Regions from separate parts of the Arabidopsis thaliana genome. Here region 1 is linked to region 2. The links are chromatin contacts, called in public targeted proximity ligation maps. All regions are on one chromosome and are shown on one strand. The core of a region is the stretch at or near the end of the contact, and the rest is flanking DNA. Distances in the headings are between cores, read along the strand shown.

Region 1 (7,087 bases), core at 388-2,887, 33 kb before region 2:
GAAAAAGATGGGTGAGATCAAACGCACCATTAAACTTTTTATTTACTCAATTCAACATCATAGATAGGTCTATAAATCAAAACATTCAAAAATTCATAATGAGTAAGAATATTCTAGAATATGGCGCTGTCTATATATTTTGAATTTTCCTATTAAAGTTGTTTTGAAAATTTCAATAGATATCTTCTTAAAGTCAAATTGGTGTTATGAGATCATAAATATATATGAGAAAGAAAAAAGAAAGAATTAACTGATTCTATATTTAGATTGTATCAAATAATATAAGTTTTATTGTTAGTTTGGTTGAACAATCTCACAAAATTTCTTGATCTCAAGGATTCATCTTTAAGAGAAGGATAACTAATTTCATTTATCCCATTAGTACTAGGCTACTAGCTAACCTAAAATATTCTTTCTATGATTTCGATGTACATACAGGTTATGTTGATAGAATATGTGTGACATATGTGAAGTCCGGATTTTGGATTCTTTTAAGCGTTATGTGATTTATTTAAGCAATAAACTATGGTTTACAAACTTGACATGTACACAAAAATAAAAGAAACTTGACATGTCTCTTTTTTTCTTTTTTCTTTTAGTTAGTGTGCTTTTAAGAAGATGTCTATATGTGATATCTTATTTATTTTTATTATAATCACTAACGTGAAATTCAAATTAGCAATTAATAATTCGTACCAAAAATACCGAGAACAAGATACTTGCCTCGGGATCGGATCTAAAAATAGTCAACTAGAAGACTTTTAATTTTTATTATTTTCATACTAACTGTCCTTTTATTAACTTAATTTCTTTCTTGCCAAAAACTTTATCAACAAAATTATCAGCTCTGTACTAATATTATTACCGAGACAACCGTTTGAAATTGTCTATCTATTAAGAGTATTTACATTAGTAGATCTAATCCTATATAAAATCGTTATCTTAAATCGAATTAGCATACAATATAAGGTTACTTGCAAATCATGTAAGATTATCCACATATACTTTTCGTACAGTACTTTTTTTTTATAAGTATCCATTTTATTCAGAGTTGATTACGGATACAAAAAAAAGAGGTTAATCCGTAGAAATCAAATTGGATAATGAATGTTTCACAATTGTATAAAATCTATAGTCAAAACACACAATGTTGCAGTATCATCGAATGACTATCAATATGAGGAGTTACTATATTATTAGAGTACCAAAAAGTTTATAGACTTAAGATTAACATTTCAACAACAAATCAAGCTTATGGACTTTGGATTAACATTTCAACACAACAATATGATGATCCGTCTTTACACGGGAAAGCATGTGTCAAAAGAATATGCATGTGTTTTGTTTTACTTATCTTACCAAAAAAGAACTTTTTGCTGATTTTAGATATAGAAAAATATAGCATATAGTAATATAGTGGAAAACTAAAACATTTGACAGAGGAGACGTGGGACAAGAGAGCAAGCGGCGCCGCAGCCATATCTCTCGTTCAAATTTTATAATTACAATTAAGAAAAGGTCAAATGCATTTCCCATTGTCTCTTTGTATCTCTTTGTGTCACTAAGTCAACCTTTAATTGAAATCCTCCATATATTGATCTGTCCAATATCAAATTTTAACTATGGATAAGTATATGTCTAATTCGTGGCCAGGCCCATTAGGGACTTTTAGAGGGCCTTTAAAACAATAAGCACGCGCGTCAGTCTTACGTATTGTAAGGACGCGTGGACGTTTTACTTGACGTGAAGGAAAGAGAAACTCCGATACCAGAGCTTGGTGGAGCAGTGGAGACGCTTCCACGCGAATCTCGCAGTCCCACTCGTCTTCCTCCTTCCCTCTCTTCCTTTGAATACCTTACCTCTCTCGGTCTCGCTCCCTCCCTCGATTCAAGCCTATTCGTCTTCTTACGCTGTGTCTTGAAACCCTAATCTTTTTCATTTCAATCCCTAAAGGTGAAGTCTTTATTGCGTGTTCGTCTTCTCTGTCTTCGTTTCTACTCTTATTCGTCTAATTTGCGATCTGGGTTAGTGTTTTTTTCTTACGGATTTTAGTGGGTCCGTGTTAGATTATCGAGATATTGATGTAATTCGAACTTGTGCGCCGCTGGAAAAACTGAATTTTGTGTAGCTATGACTTTTCCGATTTCTGGTTAGGTTCATGAGTCATTGAAAATTTGTTGAATTGTATAATTGAACTTGTCAGAATCCATCTGTGTATTCTTATGTTTTTGAATTCTAGGGTTATCGAGAGCATTTCGTTCTTTCTTATACATTTATGCTAACATTTTTATATAAATTTCTATGGATCTGAGATGTGTCAAAGGTCTTTGTTCCATGTGGATTAGATTAGATTCTAAGGTTTCTCCTTTGTTTGTTTAATAATTGATTCACTGTCATGTCGCGTGAGTTGTTCTGTGAAGCATGTTCCTTTTGGTTGTCTTGTAACATGTCTGCACATCTTTTGTTATTTTTTTATTTTCTTTTATGTAATCTTATTAACTGTATTTGATTTGATGCGAGACTTTGTCTCACCAGTTTTTATTCTTGGTATCTCTATACATTGATTCTCCATCTGTTTGCTTTCCATAACTTGTCGATTTGGTTTTGTCATTGTGTTAGTTATCTTGTGAGTTTGAATCACTTTTCTAGGCTTCCAAGCTAGTGAGGTACATTACTTCGTTTGTTTGATCTCTTTTCGTTTCGGTATGAGTTCCTTGATTTGATTTAAGTTTCATAGATTAGCATTGTTTGTTGATCATGCAATTCCAGGGATGTATGAATTCAACATGTTTATTCGAACCTCCCTCTTTGTTTGCTATGAGGTTGTGAAATATCTTTTATAGATGCATATGTAAAGCATTATCATGAAATAGTTCCCAAATCAGAGTGTGGGATGCTACTACTAATCATGTTGTATGCTGAATGGTGAACTGGAAAAATATATGTAGTTTCCATGAAGAGATATCTACTTGTATTGTTACAAACTTTTATGTGGAGTTCTTTTGCTAATTTGATGAGGATTTGTACAGGTGTGATTTTGAGATTATGGCCAAAGCTAGGAAGGCAGGACGTAGGGTTCCTTCACGACGCTTCAGGGCAAGAGCAAAACCATACAAATTTCCATCTTCTAAAAGACTTGTGGCGAGAAACATGTTTGCGGAAGATTGTTCAAAGTGTCTAGAGAAGAGGGATTGGGAGAATGTTATATGTTCGGTTTGCATGGAGTGTCCACACAACGCTGTCCTTCTTCTCTGCTCATCTCATGACAAGGGATGTCGTCCTTACATGTGTGGAACCAGTTTCCGGTATTCTAATTGCTTAGATCAGTACAAGAAAGCGTCAGCTAAGCTGAAGACATCGGGCCATCAACAGATCAATAAGTCTGAGCTTGGAAATCTCACATGCCCACTTTGTAGAGGACAGGTGAAAGGTTGGACAATCGTACAGCCTGCTCGTGACTTTTTGAATCTTAAGAAGAGGATCTGTATGCAGGAGAACTGTGTTTATGCTGGAACCTTCAAAGAGCTGAGGAAACACATGAAAGTGGACCACCCTAGTGCGAAGCCGCGTGAAGTGGATCCTGATGTGGAGCAGAATTGGAGAAGGCTTGAGATCGAGCATGACCGGGACGATGTTATGAGCACGATTAGGTCGACAATGCCTGGTACAGTGGTGTATGGTGATTACGTAATTGAAAGGAACAATGCCAACGGTTCAGATTCAGACGAGGGTGGTGATGATGATGGGATCGATGCTGCATTTGGTAGGAATCTTGTGAATGTTTTCCTTCTGTTACATGCTTTTGGGGCATCAGGTAATCAGATCAGACGCTCTGATTCAGATTCGAATGACTCGACAACAATCAACCGAGGAACAAGTGAGCTGAATTTCTCTGAAGAAGAAGAGGAAGAGGAGGAGGAGGAGAGGCATAGTAACAGTAACTCTTTGGCAAGTCGAATGAGGCGACAAGGACGCGTTCTGCTGGGACGTTCAGGTAGGAGACGTAGAGATAGAGAAGCTAACCAGAACACAGGTCCTCCTCCTAGATGAGAGAGAATCACACGAATTCAAAAGAAAACCCTGTCTGATTTTGGGTTTCAGGTAAGCTTTATGGTATGGTTAGGTACAAATGTAGTTTCGACAAGTTTAAAACAAAACAAAAAAAGGCTTTTGGCCTTTCTGCTATCACCATTGGAGAATTTGGGAATTTGACTCGAAATTCTTTCATATGCTAGAGAAGCAGGCTTGCAATCTCATGTTTTATTTACTGTATTCTGATGTAACTTTCTGGGTGGAAAATTCACAAATATCTATCCTTGTGAATAAGCATGATCAGTGATGATGACCAATGAAGTCTTTTAGCGAATTATGAAATTGTGTTTCCTTGTGTTTATAGATTCCATGTGCGCTTAGAGACTTACCTATGAATCGTTGTAGAGTCTTCTAAGAGACTTAGACCACACACACTCACAAGTGTTATGTGTATGTTTCTCTTAATAACATGATTTTATTTTGGTGTAAGTGTATGATTTAAGCTTAAACATTCGTTTTTTTTCTAAAGTTAGTTTACTGCTTAGAGTTTTGGAAAATACACCAACATAGATGAAATATGTTTGGTTTTGTTTTTCGGTTTCGAGAGTTGCCTCGTATCGATGTGGTAGCTTCTACGACCAACAACACTCAACATTAAACATGTGTTTGGTTTTTGACTTTTGTTAATAACATGATCTTATTTAAGTGTTAGTGTACTATTTAAGTTAAGCATTCGGAGGTTTTTATTCAGTTCGCTTAGAGTTTTGGAAAATATACCTCACCGATAATCGATTTTATGTAATTAGTTTTGATTTTGATGGAAATGTCGATAAACAAAATGGTGGGGGCCTTTTACTCTTACGATACCTTCCTTCTATCCTTTCACTCTTTTTTACTCGTCGCTATCGAGTTTTGTCGTGTCCCCATTTTTTGGGCAAAATTACAGAATCAATAAATGGAGGAATATATAGACTGTAATTGTGAACAAATTGACAAAAAATATTAAAGAGATTTGGGTTTGGAATTGGACAAAAAGTGGCATCCACCAAAAAAAGAGATAAAGATAATTAATCAAACGGTCTATGGAAACAAAGGGTTATAAATTATGAACTTGAAGAGATTAGAGACCATTTGAAATTTTGGATAATATCAAGCTTATATCTCCATGTTCTTCAATTCTTCTGCTATATCATTTTGATGGATATTTAAACAATTTGTTTTAGTACAGTATCATTTAACAAGCAATCAATTCATTATATATTTGGAATCTAAAGATTTCAGCCGAAAGTGTTATCGAGAAGAGAGAGACAAACAAAAAAAAGAGGAAAAACGTTTTGGCTTTTTAAAAGTTTGAGGTAGAATAAAGTTATGCTTTTATAGATGTCGGTATCTTTAAGAAATTTTAGCATTATTGTCTTTTTCTCTTTTTTTTCCCCTTTGTTTGCATAGTCTTAGCATTATCGTTTAATTGTATAAGAAGTTAATTTGGTATTATGTTTTCTTTTTCACGTGCATAGGTTTTTCTTGGTAAACAGATATATAGGAATATTTGCAATGCAGATATGCATGAGAAAATTGATGATAACTGCTTTTGTACTTTTATTATGTTGCATCATGTGACATCTAAACGAACCAATCCATGAGATTGACACCGCTGAAAATAATACTATATTCAATTACATTATGATACCAAAAAGTAAGCTGATAGACCACACTTTACTTTGAAAATGGATAACGTAAATGGTTTGTTTTTATTTTTGTTAAAAGGACGTAAATGGCATGTTTATAAAAAAAAAAAATGATTTTGTTTAATCGGTGAATATAATAAGGATATGTTAAACCTTCAGTACGTATGTTATTTGCTTCTTAATAGACGATTTACATAAGTAAATACGCAAAGAGATGTCTCTTTTTAAGTTTTGATGTCCTTATTTCAAATCTTGTTTTATCAACCTTTTAAATATAACAAAGTTGAAGCTATCTGAAGGAAAGAAAAGAAAAGAAAAATGGCTAGGCCCAATGACAATGCTATAAATATTTCTGTAACAAAAAGAAATTAAGTTAATATAGAAGTAGTATATTAAAAGTTTGTGTCGTCACGATGTGACATGACCGATAAAGAAGGAGAAGAGGCAGAAGAAGGAAATCATGGAAGTGAGTGAAGGTGAGAGAGACTGATGCCTGACTCCTAACCATTTCAAACTTTGGCACTGAAATCCATGGCGTTTATCTTTTTTCTTTTAGATTTTTGTTTTTTCGTGTAAATGAAACGACACCCACTTCTTCTATTCTGATAACGACTTTTCTTCTCTTCGTATTTACATATACCATTTCTCACATTGATTTCACTTTTGCATGAATGGGTGAGCATGTTTTAGTTTGTTGTTCCTCCCATTTTATAGCATATGGTCCTTTTCATGTTAAAAGAGTGTATTGCTACAATTTCACCGGTTCCATCGTTTGTTTCAAGATTGTCCATTTTGGGTAAATGGAGGCGACTATTAAATCTACAAATACAAACGGATTATGCACATATAGAACAATTCAGATCATATTGTTCAAAACTTAATAAAGTCTAAGTTAAAAAACAACATTATAGTTTCGGTTTGAGTTCTCATAAAAATATTTTTTGGCTTAACAATACATATAAATTTGGAGCATCATGATTATTTTCGATTTTTAAAAAAATACGTAAAGAGCGAAAAAGAGTGTGGTCTTACCGGAAGACAGAATGACAAGAGCAAACTAATAGATATAAATATTTTTTTCACCGGTTGAACAAATATAAATTTTATCTTTTCAAATGTTGATATATGTTTTCATGCTATAGTAAAACTTAGTATTTTATAAAGTTAATTATATATATATATTATATTCATACAACTAATTTTGTGTGTGTTGTGTACTAATTATTTGTTTTACACTATAGACCTTTTTCACTGACAAAGAAAATGGTGTATAGTGTAAAACAAATATCTAGTACATATGCAAAACAAAGTATATTTCTAGTACGATATATTATAAAATACGATGCTATGAAAACTGTAAGAAAAAG
Region 2 (7,178 bases), core at 2,484-4,983:
CTTGTTTAACTGAACTAATTAGTAAACTATTTCCTTATACAATTTCTAGGACAAGTTTCAACTACGACTTAGAGTGCTTGAAGAGACACTGAGAGGCACATCAAGCATCAGCATAAGGAACACACCTGAGGGAAGAAGCATGAGTAATGGACCGTCTCGCAGGCAGTCAATCGGTGGATCAGATAATTTACAAAAGTTTGCGTCAAATGGCTTTTTGTCAAAGAAAACTCCGATGAGAAATTCCTTTACTTCTAATTCCACCTCGGTATTGAAGAATGCTAAAGGAACATCCAAGTCATTCGATGGAGGCACAAGATCATTGGATAGAGGCAAAGCACTCTTAAAAGGACCTGGGAATTATTCGTTCAACAAGGCTTGTGATGAAACCAAAGAATCAGAGTCACCTAATACCTGGAAAGAAGATTCAGAAGAGAAGCCACCAAGTGAACTCCCTGCACCAGCAACCGAAGACAATGTCCCAGGGGTTTTGTATGATTTACTACAGAAGGAAGTAGTCGCCTTGAGAAAATCTTCGCATGAAAAGGATCAAAGCCTCAAAGACAAGGATGATGCCATAGAGGTAAAATCTCTCTGAATGTACCATATAAAATGTTGTTAAAAAGACGTGTTTGTAATGGAAGTCTTGATATTTTTCTTGTAGATGTTAGCAAAAAAGGTTGAAACTTTAACAAAGGCAATGGAAGTTGAAGCAAAGAAGATGAGAAGGGAAGTGGCTGCAATGGAGAAAGAGGTTGCTGCAATGCGTGTGGATAAAGATCAGGATAATAGAGCTAAAAGGTCTTCAAACACCAAACCCTCATCCAACACCGCCCAGATTCTTGCTGCAAGGTATCTAACAATGTTGAATATCTTTGTCTATTTTTATGATCAAATTGCGATTTTAGCAATCAGACTAAGCTTGGTGTTCGATATTCTGCAGAGCTGCTGGCCGAAGTGGGTTAACAAGGAGTACACAATGAGATGAGGGAGGAGATGTGACTAGTTCTTGTGGTCGTATCAGTTTAAACAAGTAAAACCGTTATAGGCTGGTGTGATTTTTAAGCTCTTTTTAACCTTTATATCTCTTTTTTATTTCTCTTGCTTTCCTTTACATCCTCTGTGATTTATTGAATTACCATAGAACTTAAGGATGAAAAAGATAAGTATGCTTTCTGACTTAGATCGGCTTACACTGCTTAGCGATGACGACAAGAAAAAAGGGTGGAGGGAGAGATGTTTGACATTTTCGCATAACATTTTCTGTCCTATGGAAGTAGTTTGTTTGGCTGTATAGGTTTTAGCTCTGTATTGAAGTTTGTGTACTTTACTTTTTCGGTTTCTTCATTCTATTTACTTGAGGTGTTGTGTGATTATTTCTACTTTTGGGTTTGTGGATATATATATATATGTCCAAACTCAGTGTCTTCTCTCTTTTGGATGGTACGTCAAAAATCAAATCCTGCATGGTCGAGTAACAAGGAGAAGTATATTATAGAAGGATCTTCATACAGCAAAACCATTAACATTACATGAATATCTATCTAAAGCGTACAACAATCACTAATTTACTATGTACACACGCTTCTAGCTTCTGATATATCTCTTCTACATGTCGTAAGAGTTTGGAATGTGACAGATACAAAACCACAAACCAAATGAAGAAGGAAAGAGTCTTTACAGATCCGAGTCTTGCCGGCTAGCCAAGCAGAGTTCATGTAATTCATTGAGTATCCATTCCTCACCAGTGTGACCACCAAGGACCAATACTCTAGTTCCTCCAACAACGCATGTGCTATGTCCCCAAGCTAACTTAGGCGGTTTCCCGGGGACATTCAGGATCCTCCATGACGGTTTCTCTTCTGCAGGATCTATTAGAAACAGTTGCGAAGGAGAGTGAAGCCCTGCAATCGACCCTCCAAAGATGATGACCCTACCACACGGCATGCTCACAGCCACATGGTCTAGTCTTGGAGGCGGTACAACCACGCCTGGGAATGCGCTACACTCAAGCTCTCTCCATCTTGGTTCTTCATCCTCCAAGTCTATAGTGTATGCCTCCCCTGACCTTAGCTTTAGATGACCACTATTTGCAAGCCCGCCAAACATTAGGATTTTAGTCCGACCAAAGACCGATAAAGAATGCCCAAGTCTAGAAGGAGGAGCCCATGATGTCGGGATCTCTTTCCATGTCGGTTTATCTGTTGTCAGATCCAACAAGAAGGTGTCGCTGAGAAGCACTCCAGCGTCTGTGCAGCCACCTGAGACAACCAGTTTAGAGCCCTCAATGGTGCACGAGCTGTGCCAAGATCTTGGCAATGGAGGAGTTCCTCCTGCTACTTCCTTCCATGTGGGATGCTTAGCGTCTAGATCAAGCACAAATACATCATTAAGCAATCCTTGTCTTCCACACCCTCCAAAGACTACCAACCACGACCCGTTGAGACACGAGAGTGTGTGTCCCCAACGTCCTGGAGGCGACGACGTCACCCTCACACGCTGCCACTCAGGACACTCTGCATCAAGATTGAGAACAAAAGTATCATCCAATGGCTGCATGTTAACCCCTTCCCCACCAAATAGCACAAGCCGGTTCCCAACAGCACACGCGCTGAAATTGCAGCGGGAAGGTTGTACAATCCCTCCAACAGTAAATTTACGCCAACACACAGCTTCAAGAGTGGTGAGCTCTCTAGCTAACCGACCCCATCTTAGCTTCTTAGTCATAATCTCCAGTGTTCCAGTTATCTCTTTTCCCCACGCATTCTGACATACCATCTTCCTCACACTCTCGTTCTTCGTCAACTGCCTCAACCTCCTGCAAGCAGAACCAATTGAAGCAACGTCCCTTGGAGTTAACCGAGATAAGATGTTATGAGCCAAAACTTCATCAGATAGCTGCAATATCCCACAGAAATCTTCATGATGCTCCTTAAACCTCGGGCTTCCACTTGGAAACAAGCACTCAGATGTTTGATCAAGCTGTTGTTTATGTTTGAACACAGGATACGAGACACGGTCAAGGTCTATAGTCGTTTCAGAGAAGACCTGTATCCCAATTACGTGTGTAATGGTTCCATCATCGTCACGTATTGGAGCAAGCCGTAGTCTGTTAACCAAAGGAGTACCATCTTTTCTGAAATTAAGAAGCTCTCCTTGGAATTCAATACCTTCTTCAAGACATCTCCTAATCTCAGATACAACCACAGGATCAACCAATGGGTGACGCCTTTGAGCTCGAGGATCTCTGTACTGTAGGAATCGACTGAAACCAAGCAGATTCAACCACAAATGCAGCATTATTCAAGAGAATTGATAACAACACACTCCAATTCAAAAAGGGGGAAATCGGAGAAATTAATATACCAGTTACGACCAAGAACTTCATCGGCACGATAGCCAGTGAAGACTTCGAAGACTCTGTTGACATAGATCAAAGGAAAATCTGGCTCCAGAGCATCGGAAACAATGAACGAAGGCGGAGTCATTGGGTAATAGAACATCCCAACCTCTAACGGAAGCTTCTCATCCTCTACTTGTTCTTCGATTCCATCGTTACAGTATTCTTCTGCTTCTTCAACTCTGCCGCGTTTCTTTCGTTTTCCGGTGGCTTCTCCGATCGCATGTTCTCTCGCCATTTTTCTCGCTTACAGAAATATCTTCTTCTTCTCTGATAAGCTCTCAGCCTTATGATATTTTATTTCTTTTTGTGTCTGTTTAAACTTTTAAAATATCTTGGCTTAGTTGGTGACTTATTGACGAATATACCCTTTATATTTAAGACGAGGCAAGAAGTCTTCGCGCCAGGAGTTGGTGGCAATTTTCGTAATTAAAAGGATATATCAGGGGTATGTTTAAAAAAAGTAAGTCTACTCTTGTTCGATTGTAACACGTCACCAGGGGATATTCCGAGAAAATATCTAGCCTACTCAACCACTCGCTTCTTCCACGTCATCATATTTTGTGAAAGATATTTGTTTTTTTTTTGAAGATTGAGATTTGAGGGAAGATATTTGTTTTTGTTTGTGAAGTGTTGGAACTTGGAAGTTGGAACGCAATTGGAATCAGATTCACGTAACCGTTGACTCTGGTCAAATAATAGATATTTTTGTGAAACGCGATTCTCGAAAAGGTTACACATAATGTTAATGTAACAAATTGAGTTTTCGTGGTGAGTGGAATGGGATGATGAGACAAGGGAGTTTTTCTCCCCAGTTGAGAAAATTCAGATTTAGCTCTAAAACTTCCCACTTATATAAGTTTCTAAACAAAAAAATTACATTAGAAATACGAAAATGTACGTAAGTAATGTAAATATGTAATAATTGATAGCAATAGTGGCCATAGACCCCACATAGTGGCATACTATGAGAGTAATAGAGTTAAGTGTAGTCCTAAGATTTACAGAAGTCCAGATCTAGGCCCATACTAAATAGCTAGCCCACAAAGCCCACACAAAAACTTAATTTGAACCAAATAAATAGACAACATATTTTTTTTATTTTTCTTAACCGTGTGAGAAGGCTTCTGACCATAATCTTTCAAGTACATGAAATCAACCTTTACATATTCCAATTGTGTTCAACCAAAAAAATATTCCAATTTAAATAATATATTTCCATTCCAAAAAACTAAACACAAGAAAACTAACCCTTTTGGTATATAGACAAAATAATTGTTTCATAGATTTATCTTTTTATTTTATCTTTAATTTCTATACAATTAAAGGTAAATTAAAGGTAATTTCTATACCACTCCAACATTTCCTGTTATGTTTCATTAGCTACTTCAAGTTTTAGATTTATATCGGGTTCACAAGACGTCAATAAATTACATTCCTTATCACCTCAATAAAAAAAGTTATGATTTTTTGTTTTTCTTATTTTTTCTTTACTTTTTGATATAAAAAAAAGTTCTGGCTTTTGTTATGTAATTTGATTTTTTGAACACAAACAATCGAAACTCAAACATCTTTTTGGTGGACTAAAACCCAACAACTTTTTTTGATTGATGAAAAAAATAACATTCATTTTTGGAGAATATAAATTCAGGGAAATTTATAATTAATTAAAGGTATTGAGGCTCTATCTATTGCCAATACTTTTGGGACCGCTTGGTTCATCGCGAAGACAAAGAGACATGTTCAAAAACAATGGTACTCATCGCACCCCTGTCACTAGAATAATAGCCACTAATCCTAGTCTAACATTGGCCGGTCTGGTCTTTTTCTTTTTAAATAGTTTCATGATTGTCATCATCTCAATTTTTGTGTAAGTTAAGTTATGAGTTAATTAATGACAGAAATAGAGCGAGCAATAGTTTCTTTTGAAGTCGTGAAATGTATAACATCAATATAGATCCAAGTATGATTTTTGACCACATCCAAATTACAAATTAAAAACAAAAAAATTCTATAAATGTTTCGAATATTTATATAAAAACAGACGAAGAAAAATTGAAGTTTTGAATCATGAATGAAACAAAATCGTGCTAAGCAAAACAATTTAAATGGTTGGTGTACTGCATGTGCTTTAACGTGAGCAGTTTAATGAGAATTAGGGTTCCACATGTTAATATATATTTATAATGTTATCACAAAAATATATTTGTAATTTCACAGCTAAAATATGACTTCTTTTACCAAAACAAAAACTAAAATATGACTTGAACACGAAACAGAAAGTATATACATTCACGTATCACAGCCCTAGAATCTAGCTCACTTCCTAATTCGAAAATTGCGTAAGCTCACACGTCAGTACCCTAAACTATTACCTCCGTTTTTTCTTTTCTTTCAGGTTTTAGTTAACTAATTAATTAGTCAATAAAAACTTCAGCAAATGAAAAACAAATTTGCTGCGTGAACTTTTTTAGTTCATCAAATCTTTTGATTTTGTGGGATTCAATATCCAACTTAATACATATCATATTCATGTGCACTTTCAGTTTAGTATAAAACTCGAGATTATTAATTAAACAAAACATAAAAGACAAAAAAGTAAAAACTAAAGAGATCATATACTAAAAGAAAAAAAAGTAGTATGGTTTTATTAATAAATAATGTAATAAGAATATATTTATATTGAAAAACATTTTTAAATAGTATGATTTTAAAAATAAATAATGTAATAAGAATATGATTTTAAATATATGTTAGTGTTAACATTTTTGTTTAAATGTGAGAAATTTTTCATTTATTCTTTTGTCCCAAATGATTTATGGGGGACAAGATTCCTTAAAAGGGACAAATCACATTGTAAGAAGATAAGTGAATGTAAATATATATTTGTTTAAAAAGATGCCATACATTTTGTTAATCAAACAACCCAAAGTTGACCCTCAATAATAAGTGTAGTAGGCCTATGAGGCTAGCTAGGATGTATAATGATCCTCACAGCTTCTTTAGTCTAATCTGGCATTCACATGTTTATTGTTATATAGGAGTCAAATGGAAATAAATATATGTTTTTACTTTATAATTAGAGCAAAATACTGTTTAAAACCAAAATGGTTGTTTATCACTTTCAGTATTTTATTTTTATTTTTATCAACAGCAACACTTTCAGTATTTGTTTAATCAAATATGATGCATACTTATTCTCCTTTATTTATGCTTTTACTTACATACATTAGTTTTGTATATGTTTACTAGACTAATATAGTCAACTAAAAATATATTGTGGACCACCTACATTTTTTTTCGTGCCACGGGACCACTCACTATTTTGTTGGCATTACAACTTATACAAACACATTATTCTATACGATAGGTCGACAACTATCTAGATAATAAGTGTATTTCGATCAATTACCTAACTAAGTCGACATTACCAAATGTATGAATATTACACATCAATTTCGTATGGACAAATTTTACATTATTGATTAGTTTTAATGAATTTTTGTGTGTAAATGAACATGAAAGGATCATTTTGGTTCAAAAAGTAAAAATATAAATGAGTTTTATTCGAACTGAATAACGTAAAAGACATTATAAAAAAACCTTATAATTAATAATCACACAAACTATATCCTTGATCCTAGATCAGATTAAATGGATCAAAACGTTAAACTAAAACAAACATTGACACATATATAAAACTTTTTTTTTTTTTTTTTTAAACACAGCCAAAAACTTGTCAAATAATATTTATTTTCGTTGCAACGCAAAGAACAACATG

What was found.
Region 1: a contact with region 2 is called in a targeted proximity ligation map of shoot, with 11 read pairs. A contact is called at or near these places in 6 of 26 Hi-C or Micro-C datasets (callus, leaf, root and 2 more) and 1 of 2 datasets of targeted methods (shoot).

The regions. Positions count from the first base shown.
Region 1 is chr1:25,536,373-25,543,459 of TAIR10.1, reverse strand. AT1G68140 (zinc finger/BTB domain protein, putative (DUF1644)) reads left to right here and starts at 1,637. Exons shown (of 2, transcript NM_105484.5): 1 at 1,637-1,953; 2 at 3,030-4,536. The coding sequence starts at 3,046. The coding sequence ends at 4,050. It overlaps AT1G08967 (a long non-coding RNA gene), which reads left to right and starts at 6,142. Exons shown (of 2, transcript NR_139530.1): 1 at 6,142-6,395; 2 at 6,462-6,648.
Region 2 is chr1:25,505,194-25,512,371 of TAIR10.1, reverse strand. It overlaps FKF1 (flavin-binding, kelch repeat, f box 1), which reads right to left and starts at 3,733. Exons shown (of 2, transcript NM_105475.4): 1 at 3,364-3,733; 2 at 1,465-3,262. The coding sequence starts at 3,635. The coding sequence ends at 1,675. AT1G68040 (S-adenosyl-L-methionine-dependent methyltransferases superfamily protein) reads right to left here. Exons shown (of 3, transcript NM_105474.3): 3 at 7,109-7,178. The coding sequence ends at 7,148. MAP70-1 (microtubule-associated proteins 70-1) reads left to right here. Exons shown (of 11, transcript NM_105476.5): 9 at 50-580; 10 at 662-849; 11 at 941-1,485. The coding sequence ends at 980.